2 separate regions of the Sus scrofa genome follow, and region 2 is linked to region 1. A link is a contact called in public Hi-C data. All regions are on one chromosome and are shown on one strand. The core of a region is the stretch at or near the end of the contact, and the rest is flanking DNA. Distances in the headings are between cores, read along the strand shown. Region 1 holds the start of PFAS (phosphoribosylformylglycinamidine synthase). Region 2 overlaps MYH10 (myosin-10).

Region 1 (5,990 bases), core at 2,579-5,078:
GGGAAGAAGGACCACCAGAACCAGTTCTGGGGCCACTAAACAGCAGCTTTGAGAAACAATGCAGGCTTGCCTCTACTGTGATCCTTATCTGTGGCCCTGATCCTTATTCCACTCCTCAAACTCTAAAACCACCTCTTAACCCCTTCCAGAGGGGGTACAGTCTTTAAGGCTTTAGCCTGCTGTGGCCCCCTTTGCCTGGCAAAGCAATAAAACTATCTTTTTCTCCTTTAGCTGAAACTCTGTGTGTTTCAATTCAGCAACAGAATGAGGGAGCTCAGGAACTCAAACAAAGCTGGCCTGGCGGGTGACTCCTAAGTATCCTCCCATCTCTTGATCCGCCAAGCAGAGAGAAATGTTTCCTCCTTAAAGCAGCCAGAGCACATCATCATACTTGCCTGTGCCCTTAACTCATTGCTGTAGTTATTTAACTGTCTCTCCCAGTTGACTGAATACTTAGGAGCTTTGTCCTATTCAATTTTTCTTTTTTCTTTCCTTTTTTTTTTTTTTAAGGGCCACACCTGCAGCATATGGAAGTTCCCAGGCTAGGGGTCAAATTGGAGCTGTAGCTGCGGGGCCTATGCCACAGCCACAGCCACAGCAACACCAGGTGGGAGCCTTGCCTGCAATGTACACCACAGCTCACGGTAATGCTGGATCCTTCAATCCCTGGCCAGGGATTGAGGATCATAGTTAGATTTGTTGCCCTTGAGCCACAATGAGAGCTCTAATTTTTCTTTGTATTTTTGAAACCAAGCTGGGCCCTATGGGGCTACTGGGCACAGGCCTTTCTGTGTCCCCCATTTCTTGTTTTTAGGAAATAAGCTTCAGCCTGCAAGACCTTCCCAGGTTCCAAAGGGCAGGTCCAAACACAGGCCAGCAGCTACAGCTCTGATTAGACCCCTAGCCTGGGAACCTCCATATGCCGTGGGTTCAGCCCTAAAAAGACCAAAAACAAATGAATATAGTAAGTATAAACATTTGAGACAATAAGAATGCTCTGGTCATAACAGAAAAATAAATACTTTAATTCTACAAGTTATAGTATTCCCTAATTCAACTTCATTTGATGAGCATCTGTTCCTTATTGCATGAACCAATTATGCACTGTGGTACCAAGTTATTTATAAGGAAAAATCTTTCTTTGCTATTATTTCCCATTATGACATCAGCGATATGTTCCTTTTCTTTTTACCAAAACAACAACAAGAGCTTTCCCCCAGGGAGGCTGAAAGCTCTCCCTCACTCCAGCTGCACTCTCTCCCTTTTTAAACACAAATCAGAGCCTAGTCAAAGGTCCAAACCTAATCATTCCTTTTGCATTCAAAATTTCTCAACTCTAGAAGACTCCCCTCTATTTACCAAGTCCACGAAGATGTGCCCTATATCCTGGGATTTACTTCTGATAGTTCACTGGAGGAGAACTGAGCTTGAGCTACAGTGATCCAAGAAAGATGAACTGGATCAACCACCACATTTATTGGTGTGATTTAAATGCCAAGTTAGCAGAGTTCCCCTTGTGGCTCAGCGGTAACAAACCAGATTAGCATGCTTTGAACCCTGGCCCTGTTAAGTGGGTTAAGGATCCGGCATTGCCTGCTTTGCTGCATCTGTGGTGTGGGCTGGCCGCTGCAGCTCCAATTTGACCCTCTCCTGGGAACCTCCACATGCTGTGCCTGTAGCCCTAAAAAGGTCAAGTTAGCAGCTTAATCTGCAGCAGCATACAGGATCAAGTGAGAGGGCCACAAAATCTGTTACAGAAGGAGAGAATATGGAGGACTGGGAGCTGTCTCAGGCCCAGAGATCTTGAACAGGCTATGCTTGCTCAGCAGATAGCTGGAGATATGGGACCCAAGTCAGGAGAAGGATCAGAGCCAAACAAATGAATCTAGAAGTCATCATGTGAAGTGAAAGCTGAAATGTTGTGTTACCCTGGGAGGATTAGAATGTGGAGGAGACAGGACCAGTCAGAGCTGTGCAACTAAGTCTCCCAGATGGAGCTGGAAGACAGGCATGAGATGCAACCAGGGAGTGTCAGAAGGGAAAGAAGCCTGGAATGCTCAGATTCCAAGAATCAACAAGTGGCCTCTGTTAGAAGAGAGCCAGAGGGTACAGCCTGGACTCTTTACCTACTAAACAGGTAAAAACTGTCATGTCCCGGGCAGGGCTGGAGTTAGGGTGAGGCAAGTGAGGCACCTAAATCCATCAAATGTTGCATCTTTAAGTCTCTTACCCTAGAGTTGGCCCTGGAACTGGGAGGGGACTGGAATGTGGGAGGGGGTGAAGATAAAGACTTTCACTTTTTCCTCTGACTGTCTCTGTTGCTTGATTCTTTAAAAAGACCCCTGGGCTAGGTCCTCTGCTCACCCTGGCACACCACTCACTCCAGGTTTCTTGCCTTCAGGCTTCTGATTAGGTTTGGCTAGTGGGAGACATTTAGTTCAGGGACTCAGTACTGAAGGAGAGATAACCCAGTATGCTTCTCCCTCAACACTGTGCTTATGGCAGTGACTTCCTTCGTCTGTTGAATGCCCTTCTTCCATGGCTCCATCTCTCTTCTAGCTGACAACACCATTTCTCCCTTTGTCCCTTCAGGCCTGAAGGTGGCAACCACTTTTTGCTGTTGCCAGGCTGCCACTGGCCCACCGTACTTTGCTGGTTTCCTTAAACCTGCCCATATCTCTTTACCTGGGCAGTTACATTCTTATTGATTAAACTTGGAGTGTTCCACCTGTGTTCTGATAGGATCCTGAGTAACGTGTATATACTATGGGTTGAAAAAGTGTGTGGGCATTCCTGTCCTGGCTTGGCAGTTACCAAGCCTGACTAGCATCCATGGGGACTCAGGTTCCATCCCTGGCCTCACTCAGGGGGTTAAGGATGCGGTGTTGCAGCGAGCTGTGGTGTAGGTCACAGACTAGACTCGGATCCCGAGTTGCTATGGTTGTGGTGTGGGCCAGCAGCTACAGCTCCAATTCGACCCCCAGCCTGGGAACCTCCATGTGCCTCGTGTGCAGCCCTAAAAAGACTGGAAAAAAAAAAAAAGTGTGCAAAAAACACACAAAACCCCAGTAGGTATAAAGTTCTAAGTTTTTGAGTTAAAAAACTAAGGAGTCATTGCATTGAGCCTCAGCTTCCACATCTGTAAAATGGGGTTTTTGTGACGATCAACTGAGAACAGGTGAAGTGTCTTAATGGGCGTTCAATAAATACTTTGCTCATTATTACTGTTACTGTAACCAGCCAGAACATGGAGGTTAAGAATATATGCTAGAGTTCCCATAGTGGCTCAGCGGAAAGGAATCCGGCTAGGAACCTTGAGATGGCAGATTCGATCCCTAGCCCCACTCAATGAGTTAAGGATCTGTTGTTGCTGTGAGCTGTTGTGTAGGTCATAGACGCGGATAGAATCCCGTGTTGCTGTGGCTGTGGTGTAGGCCAGCAGCTGTAGCTCTGATTCGACCCCTAGCCTGGAACCTCCATATGCCGCACCCCTGGCCCTACGAAGCAAAAAAAAAAAAAAAAAAAAAAAAAAAGCTAAGAGTTAAATAAATGAGTTCATTCAGAAAAGACAAAAGTACAAGAAAGCCAAGGCAGCAGCGGGAGGGAAACTGAGTTCTGGACACTAAAAGTGCTTCTCATGCCGTTTCCTGCATTTAAAGTATGTCTCCTTCACAGTTTGCACCGGACAAGTGAAGCGGGCACAAGGAACAGATCTGTGGGATAATCCCACGTTCTCTAAAGGCCGAGGTGGGAGCAGGGAAGCAGCCTCGCCACTGGCCGGTAGGAAGGGGAGGGATGTCCTTAACCTCCGCCTCTTCCCACGGCGCACGCTGATGACGTTGCCCAGCGCGCCAGGATTCGAGGAGCTCAGGGACTGCGAGAGCTGTTGCCACGTGCGTATGGCTTGCGCGCGCTCACCCGAATGCCCTTGCATGCTGCACTCTGTAGCCATCCACCCCAAGCCTCAACCCGGCCGCTGCAGGATCCCCACCAGGCAGAGCTGCGCCCAGCGGGGACCTGCGTGCCTTCCGTAGTGCATGTGTCCTTTCGCGTTTGTTGGACGTCGGGCAGGGGAGACCCCACATAAACTTAACCGTCCTCTAATCATTTGAGTCCTGGACACTAAAAGTGCTTCTCATCCCGTTTCCTGTATTCAAAGTGTGTCTGTTGGCTGGAGTTCCCGTGTGACTCAGCGAGTTAAGAATCCGGCGTTGTCTGCAGTGGCTTGGGTCGCTGCTGTTGGGCGGGTTCGATCCCTTGCCCGGGAACTTTCCAGGGTGGGGGGGATCTGTCGCCCGCCTATTCTGTGTAAGGCACCATGCTAGTAGTTGGGGAGACAGCCCTGATGTAGATCCTGTCATTGTGCTCTTGGAGCTTCTATGCCACTGGGAATGATAAACGAAAATTGACTGGTTTAATGAACAAAATGAGGGAGTTCCCGTCGTAGTACTGCGGAAACGAATCCGACTGGGAACCACAAGGTAGCGGGTTCCATTCCTGGCCTCTCTCAGTGAGTTAAGGATCCGGTGTTGCCTTGAGCTGTGGTGTAGGCCAGCAGCTATAGCTCTGATTAGACCCCTAGACTGGGAACCTCCATATGCCGCGGGTGCGGCTCTAAAAAGACAAAAATAAATAAATAAACAAAATGATTTTGGAATGTAATAATTCCTGTGAAGGAATTATGGTATGGAGGACAACTGCGAGGCGCCTAACTTTTAAAAGGGTGATAAGCATGGGATGGTGACCGCTGAGAGGGAAATCAAGATCTGGCAGGAGCACCGTTGCTGAGATGAGGCTTGGCCTGAAACTTGTCAGTCAACAAGTTTTAGATTTTTTGGTTTTTCAGCCCCCGGTATTGTTCTGAGCCTTGGTAACCCAAAAACAGCATGGTTCCTGCCCACTTGGAGATTCTGTTCTAGTGGGGAAAATAAAGCTAACAATAAAATGTCAGATAGTAATTTAAATACTGTTTGGGAAATTAATATAAGGCCATGTCATAGTGGCCACTATAGAGTGTTTAGTCAAGGAAGTTCTCTTCAAGAAGGTGAACGTACCTGAAATCTAAATAACAAGCAAAAGGTAGCCATGGAAATATCAGGGTGAGAAAAATACCTTTTGGAATGAGCTTGGCAAATCAGAATGATAGAAAAGAAGCCAGGGTGGTTGGTGCTTTGTGACTGAGAAGGATGGGCCGTGAGATTGGGTCGGAGAGGTAGGCAATGGCCAGATCACATGACAGGTTACTGAATTGAAATGTTACATCAGGTGTGATAAGAAGCTATGATCTCATTTATGCTAACTTGTGGCAAGTGGAATAGAATCAGGGGTACTGGTCAGGAGGGCTACTGGTGCATTAGTCCAAGTGAGTACTGATACTGGCTTGAACTACAGTGATGGTAGCGGAGAGGAAAGGACATGGACAGATTTGGGATATGTTTGGAAATAGGTTCTCTGGTGGATTGGGCATAGAGAGGGCTCAGGGAAAGAAGAATTAAGGTTGACTGCTGTGGTTTTGGGTGGTGGTGGTGTTAGCTGAGGTGGGCAAGACGGGGGAACAGCAGGTCTGAAGAAACGAGAAATCAAAATGTCTTATTTTGGCCCAAACAGGCTATCCTCTGTGATTATAAGTCATCTATGTGGCAATGTCACTTAAGCATTTGAATGGACTAGGTTGGAGTTCAGGGAGAATCAGAGTTGAATAAAGTTTTGGAATCTGGGGGCAGATTATTAACTTGAATCATGAAATTGCTATTTTTGGTCAAACTGCTGCATGCTGGCAGTTTCGTTGGTACAGTCTAATAGATGGTATTTAAAGCCACAGGTCTGGATGAAATTGCTTAGGAAGAGCATTAAGAGGGAAGAGAACAAAGGGCAGGGCCTTGGGTACTCATCGTTTAGAGGTGGAGCCCAAGAGTGGGTAGAGCCACCGTGGGTGATTGAGAAGGAGCAACCAGAAGGTAGAGGAATATCAGGAGAGCCGTGTCACCACA
Region 2 (5,990 bases), core at 2,421-4,920, 190 kb after region 1:
CCCGCCTGCTCTCCCCGAGGCCCCTTTCACAGTTGGCGCCCTGGAATCGTGATCAGTACTGGAAGGAAATGAGAGCTACAAGTGCAGTTTAGATTCCACAATGTTCTAGGAGACTTGATGTGGCTGAGGCGGCAGGGGCCACATGGACACAGAACTAAGTCAGCTGTCCGTACGACAGAGCATGCAGAGGACCGGGCAGCGACCCCGGGGCCGCCCCAACAACCCCGCCACTGGCGGCGGAGTCTGCAGTTTGTCTGAAAAAGGGTTCTCTTAACGCGTATCATAAAATGGTCTCTTGATGGGTAGATGGAAAGTAGATGCGATGAGACGACCTGTTTAATGTGTGTGTGTTCGGTGTGAGGTCTATATATAAAAAGGGGAGCAACTGTACCTAAATCTGGAGCAGGATACAGCATGTGGAGGCTGCAAGGCCTTAAGACACCGTTGATCGCGCAGCCCGGCATCCCGCGTCCGCCGCCCCCCAGCTCGCGGGGGAGGCCCCGGGCAGGGGCGCCGCTGCCTTCCTGCGTGTCCTGCCGCATCGCCTCCACCTCGTCCTCGGACCTACTCAGACTGGGGCGGCTGCGTCTCGTTGACATCACTGGTCTTACTTTCTGTGTCGTCGTCCGAGAGCTCCAGGGACGCGCCCTCCAGGTGCAGCTGGCGGCGGCCAGAGCGGCTGGAGGAGAAGCTGATGGGGCCGCCTCGCCTGGAGGAACAGAGCGCGGAGCGGGCGCGTTGCTCCCCCACCTGATAGCTTGAAACTTCCTCCCCTCCCTCAGGACACAGCACCCAGGCGGGGTGGGGGCAGATCGGACTGCGCCCTGCTTTGCCCGCCCGCACCCCTGCCTGGGGAACACCACCCCTGCTCCGTGGAGCCCTGGCCTCGGAGAGGCCCCCTCTCCCCAAAGGGCGGACAGCCAGTGCTCGGCTTAGGCTTCGTGGGCACTCAGGGGCCTGGTGTAGGCGCTTGCTTTGTTTTTGCAGCCTTTATAAATGGAACCACCGTCCTCGGCGCCCTGGCTGCACCGAACGGGACCCACCCTCTGGCTACGGCTTGTGACCCCTGTGCTGTCTTTCTGGGGGAGCAGGTTTAGCCTTGGCTCCCCGGGTTCTGCCCTCTCCCTGGTGCATGTCAAGTGCAGCCCGGAGACGAGGACAGGAGGAGGGCTGGTGGCGCCAGGGCCCTTGAGCTCCGGCCCCTCCTCACGAGGGCCACGGCCACAGCCTGACGCCGGCCTGGCTGAGCCCGATCGGAACTCGCAGAGCCTCTGGTGAAGAAGGAGCCAGCTGGCGGGACTCCTGCGGGCCGGAAACCCCCAGCCGGTAAAGGGGCAGGAACGAGGGGGCGTGTGTGACCCCCCCCCGCCGCTCGCCAGCTCCGGGCCGCTCACCTCAGCCGGTTCTTCAGGGTGCTGACCTCGCGGCTCAGGCCCTCGTTGGCCTCGGTGGCGTCATCCAGTTCCCGCTGGAGTTTGCGCCGAGACGCGTTGGCACGTGTGGCTTCTTCTTCCGCTTCCTCCAGCTGCCGCTTGAGCTGCTTCATCCTGGCGTTGGCCTTTTCCATCTGGGGGAGGGACACAGACCAAGTCACGAGAAACTGCGGTGTCCCGAGTGTCGGCACCGCCCCACAAGACCGGGGCCCGGCTTGAGGCCTTTCGGGAAACTGCCACTCTCAGCAAAACCAGCGTCCACGAAGCCAATTACGCTAAAAGAAAGTTTTTTAAAACTCTGTTTTCGCCCACCCGCGTGTTGTGCAGAGAAGCGACAGCTGAGTATCTTCACGGACGCGACCTCTGGGATTGTGTGAGGGACGTGCTGTTCCCACACGACGCGGGACAATCAGTAACAGGAGAAGGTACGTTCCACTTGACACCGCCTTTCAACACGGGTAGGTGTGCCAACAATCCATTCTGATCCAAGTACAAAGCTACTCCGGGACCGGACGCGAGAACTCAGACTGCCCTATGGACCGATCCCTCCTGAGCCACAGAGACGGGCCCGCGCCCTGACGTCCACCCAGAACTGCCTTGAGGGCGGGAAGGCCAGGCCTGGCCGGGCCGGGTGCCGGACTGGACAGAGGAGGGGGGCGTCTGAGCCACAGGCAGGGGCTCCTCAGCGCCCCACTGTGGTTAGTGCAGGCCTGGCCACGGCCCCGAGTCCTGTGGGAACACGCCCTGAGTCTAAGGAACCAGATGCCTGGACGCAGACGGAAGGACCACTGTGGTCCCACGTGCAGAACACTTGCTTTCAATTCCTTTTCCATCCAACACCTCCTGCATCCATCCCTCCATCCTGCCAACATGCAGCAACTGCCAACTTTGCCCACGCTGCTCTAGGCATTCAAGAGGGCCGTGGGGTGAGGCGGGCAGGAATCCTGCACTCGGGAAGCGTCCACTCCCGTGGAGGACACGTGACAGTTTTAAGATGAGGCCTCACACTCGGGCAGGCGCCCGCCTCTCCCCCACATCTGGGTCGCCTGGGAGGCCGGCGGGGTCCCCACCCGCTCCGTATTCCCTGCTGGCGGGGGTGCTGACACGTTAGAACGGAGTTTGAAGCGGCTCTTGCTGACTGGGCTGGTCCAGTGGGGTAACCCGGGGGTTTGGACGCGGCTCCTCGCCTCCCGCCGCCCCCTCACCTGTTCTTTATACTGGTCTGCGTGGCGGCGCTCGTCTTCCACCTGCATGAAGATCTCCTTCAGCTTCTTCTCGGTGCGGCGGACCAGTTTGTTGGCGGCTGCTCTTTCCCTGTGAAAATGACCAGCACGTTCGTTTCCACCGGCCTTGAAAGGACCGTCTCATGCGTGGGAAATGCTTTTGAAGAGTCCTTCCTCTTTGTCTGGAAGATGACCTGTGTCAGAGTGCTTTCCGGGCCCTGTACCTCTGGAATAATCAATAGGGTCTAGAAATTTCTTTCTGGTCACACTGATTGAGTGACCTTTCAAAGATCAAATGTCACATATAAGCTACTTGTCACATATCAAGTGGAGGGTTTTTAAAGACAAAAATTGTAGCTGGTTACTCTAATCACCTAACTTTTTAGCCTGGGAAACAAAACAAAGAGTTTATTAAGTGGTCGTCTCAACTTAAAATTTTCTAACCACCTATTAAGATGCTAGAGCACCTGGGAGTTCCCGCTGAGGCGCAGCAGAAACGAATCCGACTAGTAACCATGAGGTGGCAGGTTCGATCCCTGGCCTTGCTCAGTGGGTTAAGGAGACAGCATTGCCGTGAGCTGTGGTGTAGGTGGCAGACGTGGCTCAGATCCTGCTCCGATTTGATCCCTAGCCGGGGAACCTCCATAGGCTGCAGGTGCAGCCCTAAAACCAAAAAACAAAAAAAGACAAAACCAAACAAATGAAAGATGCCAGAGCACCCCTGCTGAACACCCCCGCCCACTTTAGTTAGGAGTCAAATCTGCACCGGTGTAGACAGGCCTCCCCTGTCCACATGGAGGAGAAGGAGCTTATTTGGGGAACTCCACTGCGACCAGAAGTCCTTTTGATCCTTCACACACGTTATGCAAGAACGGACAGGGTGGGGCTGGAGTCCGCTGGAGGGCAGGTTACGTTAATGACAACTAACAGCAAACCAGCCCTGGACTGTGCGGGCCGTGCCGGAGGCGGGCCTGGCTCTGAGCACAGACGCTGCGCTTCGGGGCCCCAGGCTCCTCCGCAGGAGGCGGCCTCTGCCTCTGTCCCCAGAGACTGGTGACTGCCCGCCCCGAGCTGCCTTGTGCAACTCCTCGTACATTTCAGAGTGGTTTTCTCCAACCGAATGGAGACTGTTAAGCAATCCCCTCCTGGGGAGAAGAAAAGCTGCTTTTGGTCACATTATTTTTCTCTGCCAACAAACTGCAGCAGTTCACGTGACGGCCCCAGCTTGGGCAATCCGCTTTGGGTCAAGATGTAACTCTGGCCCCAGGAAATCACGGGGCACAGCCCTCAGCCGGGTCTGGGGAGAGCTGACAGGGCTTCCCTGAGGGCTTGCATCACCTCCTCTCTGGTTCCACGTGTTCCTGTCATTTCTTCCCCTGCCGAGGGAGCTCCTGAGGGAGAGGGGGCATGTCTGTCCCCTCGGACTCCAGGCTGAACCTGGACCTGGTCTGTAGCAGAGATGCAGCAGAAACCTCTTACTTGGCCTCCTGCTCAAGCTGCTCCTCTAGCTGCCCAATCTTGGCTTCCAGGGCTGAGATGGTGGCCTTGAACTTGGACTTGACAGCGCCCTCCAGCTCCTGCAGCTTGGCCTTCAGCTCCTTGTTCTGCCGTTCCAGCTGCTGGCGCGCGTTGTCGCTCTTCTGGGCGGCGCTGCGCTCGGCCGCCAGCTCTGCGTTCAGCGTGTCCACCTGTGGAGGAGAGACGGTCAGCCGTGTGGCGGCAGCGCGGCCCTTCGCGGGCCGGGCCGGGCCGGCCGCCGCGTGTGCACCTGCAGCGTGGTCTTGCGGAAGCGGTCGTTGAGCAGCTCCATGTTGCTCTGCTCCTCTTCCAGCTCCTCCTCCAGCTGCGCGATTCGCGCCTCTAGACGCCGCTTCTCGTCCAGCAGCGCAGACCTGCGGGGTGGAGGAGGCGGGTCCAGACCGGTCTCTGCCAAGCTGGGGACTCCCAACTCCTCCTGGGGGCCTCCTCCACCCTCCCCGCTGCCGGAGCCGAGCAGCGCGCCTCATTTTTCTCTCTCCTCTGTACCCACCCAATCCGCGTCCCAACACGCCACCCGCTTCTCTCCATCCCAGCCCCGTCATCTCCGGTCTGGAGCACTGCGATAGCCTCCCAGCCGACCTCCCTGCCACCTCCCCGTCGCTGCTCCGCAGGGCAGCCAGTGGCAGCTTCAAAGCGTGGCTGTGGCTGTGGCATAGGCCTGCAGCTGTAGCTCCGACTTGCCCCCCTAGCCTGGGAACCTCCATATGTTGCGGGTGCGGCCCTAAAAAGACAAAAAATAAATAAAACTACAAGTGCAAAAGGATCCTGGTATTTCCTAGCCTTCGGCTACTGGTTCTCCAGTGCACTGAGATCAAAGGCCAACTCATCATTCATCACTTAAATGACCATGATGAATCCTCAGCACAGCAGAGAAAAATTGTGATTTTTGACAAAAAGTACGAGCAGGGAAAGGTAAGTCTAAGGAATCTATCGTCAGATGTGAGGAACGTGAAGGCTTGTGTTGCACGGCGGTGCGGCCTTTGGAAAGCAGGTTAGGTCTGCATGTCTGTCCTGCGTGCCTGCCGTGGGTGTGACCGGCACAGGGAGACGCGGCCTGTGCGCCTCGTTCCAGACTGAACAGATGAGCAGACCAACAACTGGCTCCCCCAACAGCCATCTTGTGCCCCAGGTGTGTGCTCCGGGGCATGGGCCGCAGGTGCCCATAAGGACTGTGTGTCGGGGGGTGGCAGGCAGCCACGGATTTCAAGACGCCCTCCCCTTCCACGTGTTGCCAGGAGACTCACTTGCCAGAGGCGCTGTTGGCGATCTCGTCCGCCAGCTCGTCTCTCTCCTGCTCGGCGTGTCGGCGGGCTCGCTCAGACGAGGCAAGTTCCTGAGGAAGTGGAGACTGATTTCAGCTCTGGACGCTGACAGTTTCGTCCAAGGTGAAAGCTGACGGTGCCTGTAGGCTGCCGCCGCCTGGCTCCAGGCACTCCTAGTGTGCCTCAGACTACAGTTAGATTGGAGAAATTACTCATCCACTGCTCGGTTTTAGCCCAGGCAGAGGAGTGTCCACTTTGCTTGCTGTACTGAAGCCACCAGATGGATCAGTACCGTATTAAAAATGGAAAGTGATATCCGGTCTTAGAGAAATTTCAAGGGCAACTATTTGTTAAACTAATGGACGAATAAGTAAAGCAGCATACCTCCTGCAATTGAAGAATTTCTGCTTCCAGACTCTTTAATTTCTTTTCACTCTCTTTGGATTGAGCAAAAATCTCATCACGGGATGCACGTGCTTCTTCTAATTCACGTTGGTAGTCCTTCATCTGAGCCTAAGATTAAACGGGAAGAA

Evidence for each region. Hi-C and Micro-C count contacts between places; a contact is called where the count stands out from the background.
Region 2: a contact with region 1 is called in a Hi-C map of embryonic fibroblasts, with 2.0 times the contacts expected there. The contact joins the enhancer-like site here to the promoter of PFAS in region 1. A contact is called at or near these places in 3 of 47 Hi-C or Micro-C datasets (embryonic fibroblasts, epiblast stem cells and retroperitoneal adipose tissue) and 1 of 2 datasets of contacts at active chromatin or transcription factors (alveolar macrophages).

Annotation. Positions count from the first base shown.
Region 1 is chr12:53,454,573-53,460,562 of Sscrofa11.1, forward strand. It overlaps PFAS (phosphoribosylformylglycinamidine synthase), which reads left to right and starts at 3,829. Exons shown (of 33, transcript XM_003358276.4): 1 at 3,829-3,893. The coding sequence starts at 3,834.
Region 2 is chr12:53,648,506-53,654,495 of Sscrofa11.1, forward strand. It overlaps MYH10 (myosin-10), which reads right to left. Exons shown (of 44, transcript XM_021067863.1): 38 at 5,842-5,970; 39 at 5,440-5,528; 40 at 4,425-4,548; 41 at 4,136-4,344; 42 at 2,639-2,747; 43 at 1,395-1,567; 44 at 1-709. The coding sequence ends at 565. Among named protein-coding and RNA genes, the nearest start is that of NDEL1, 50 kb to the left of the region's middle. Within about 2 kb of position 3,671, at least 31 of the 83 cell types and tissues checked have an H3K27ac peak or open chromatin away from gene starts, as enhancers often do. A contact at or near this core is called in alveolar macrophages, embryonic fibroblasts and retroperitoneal adipose tissue, where this site is marked.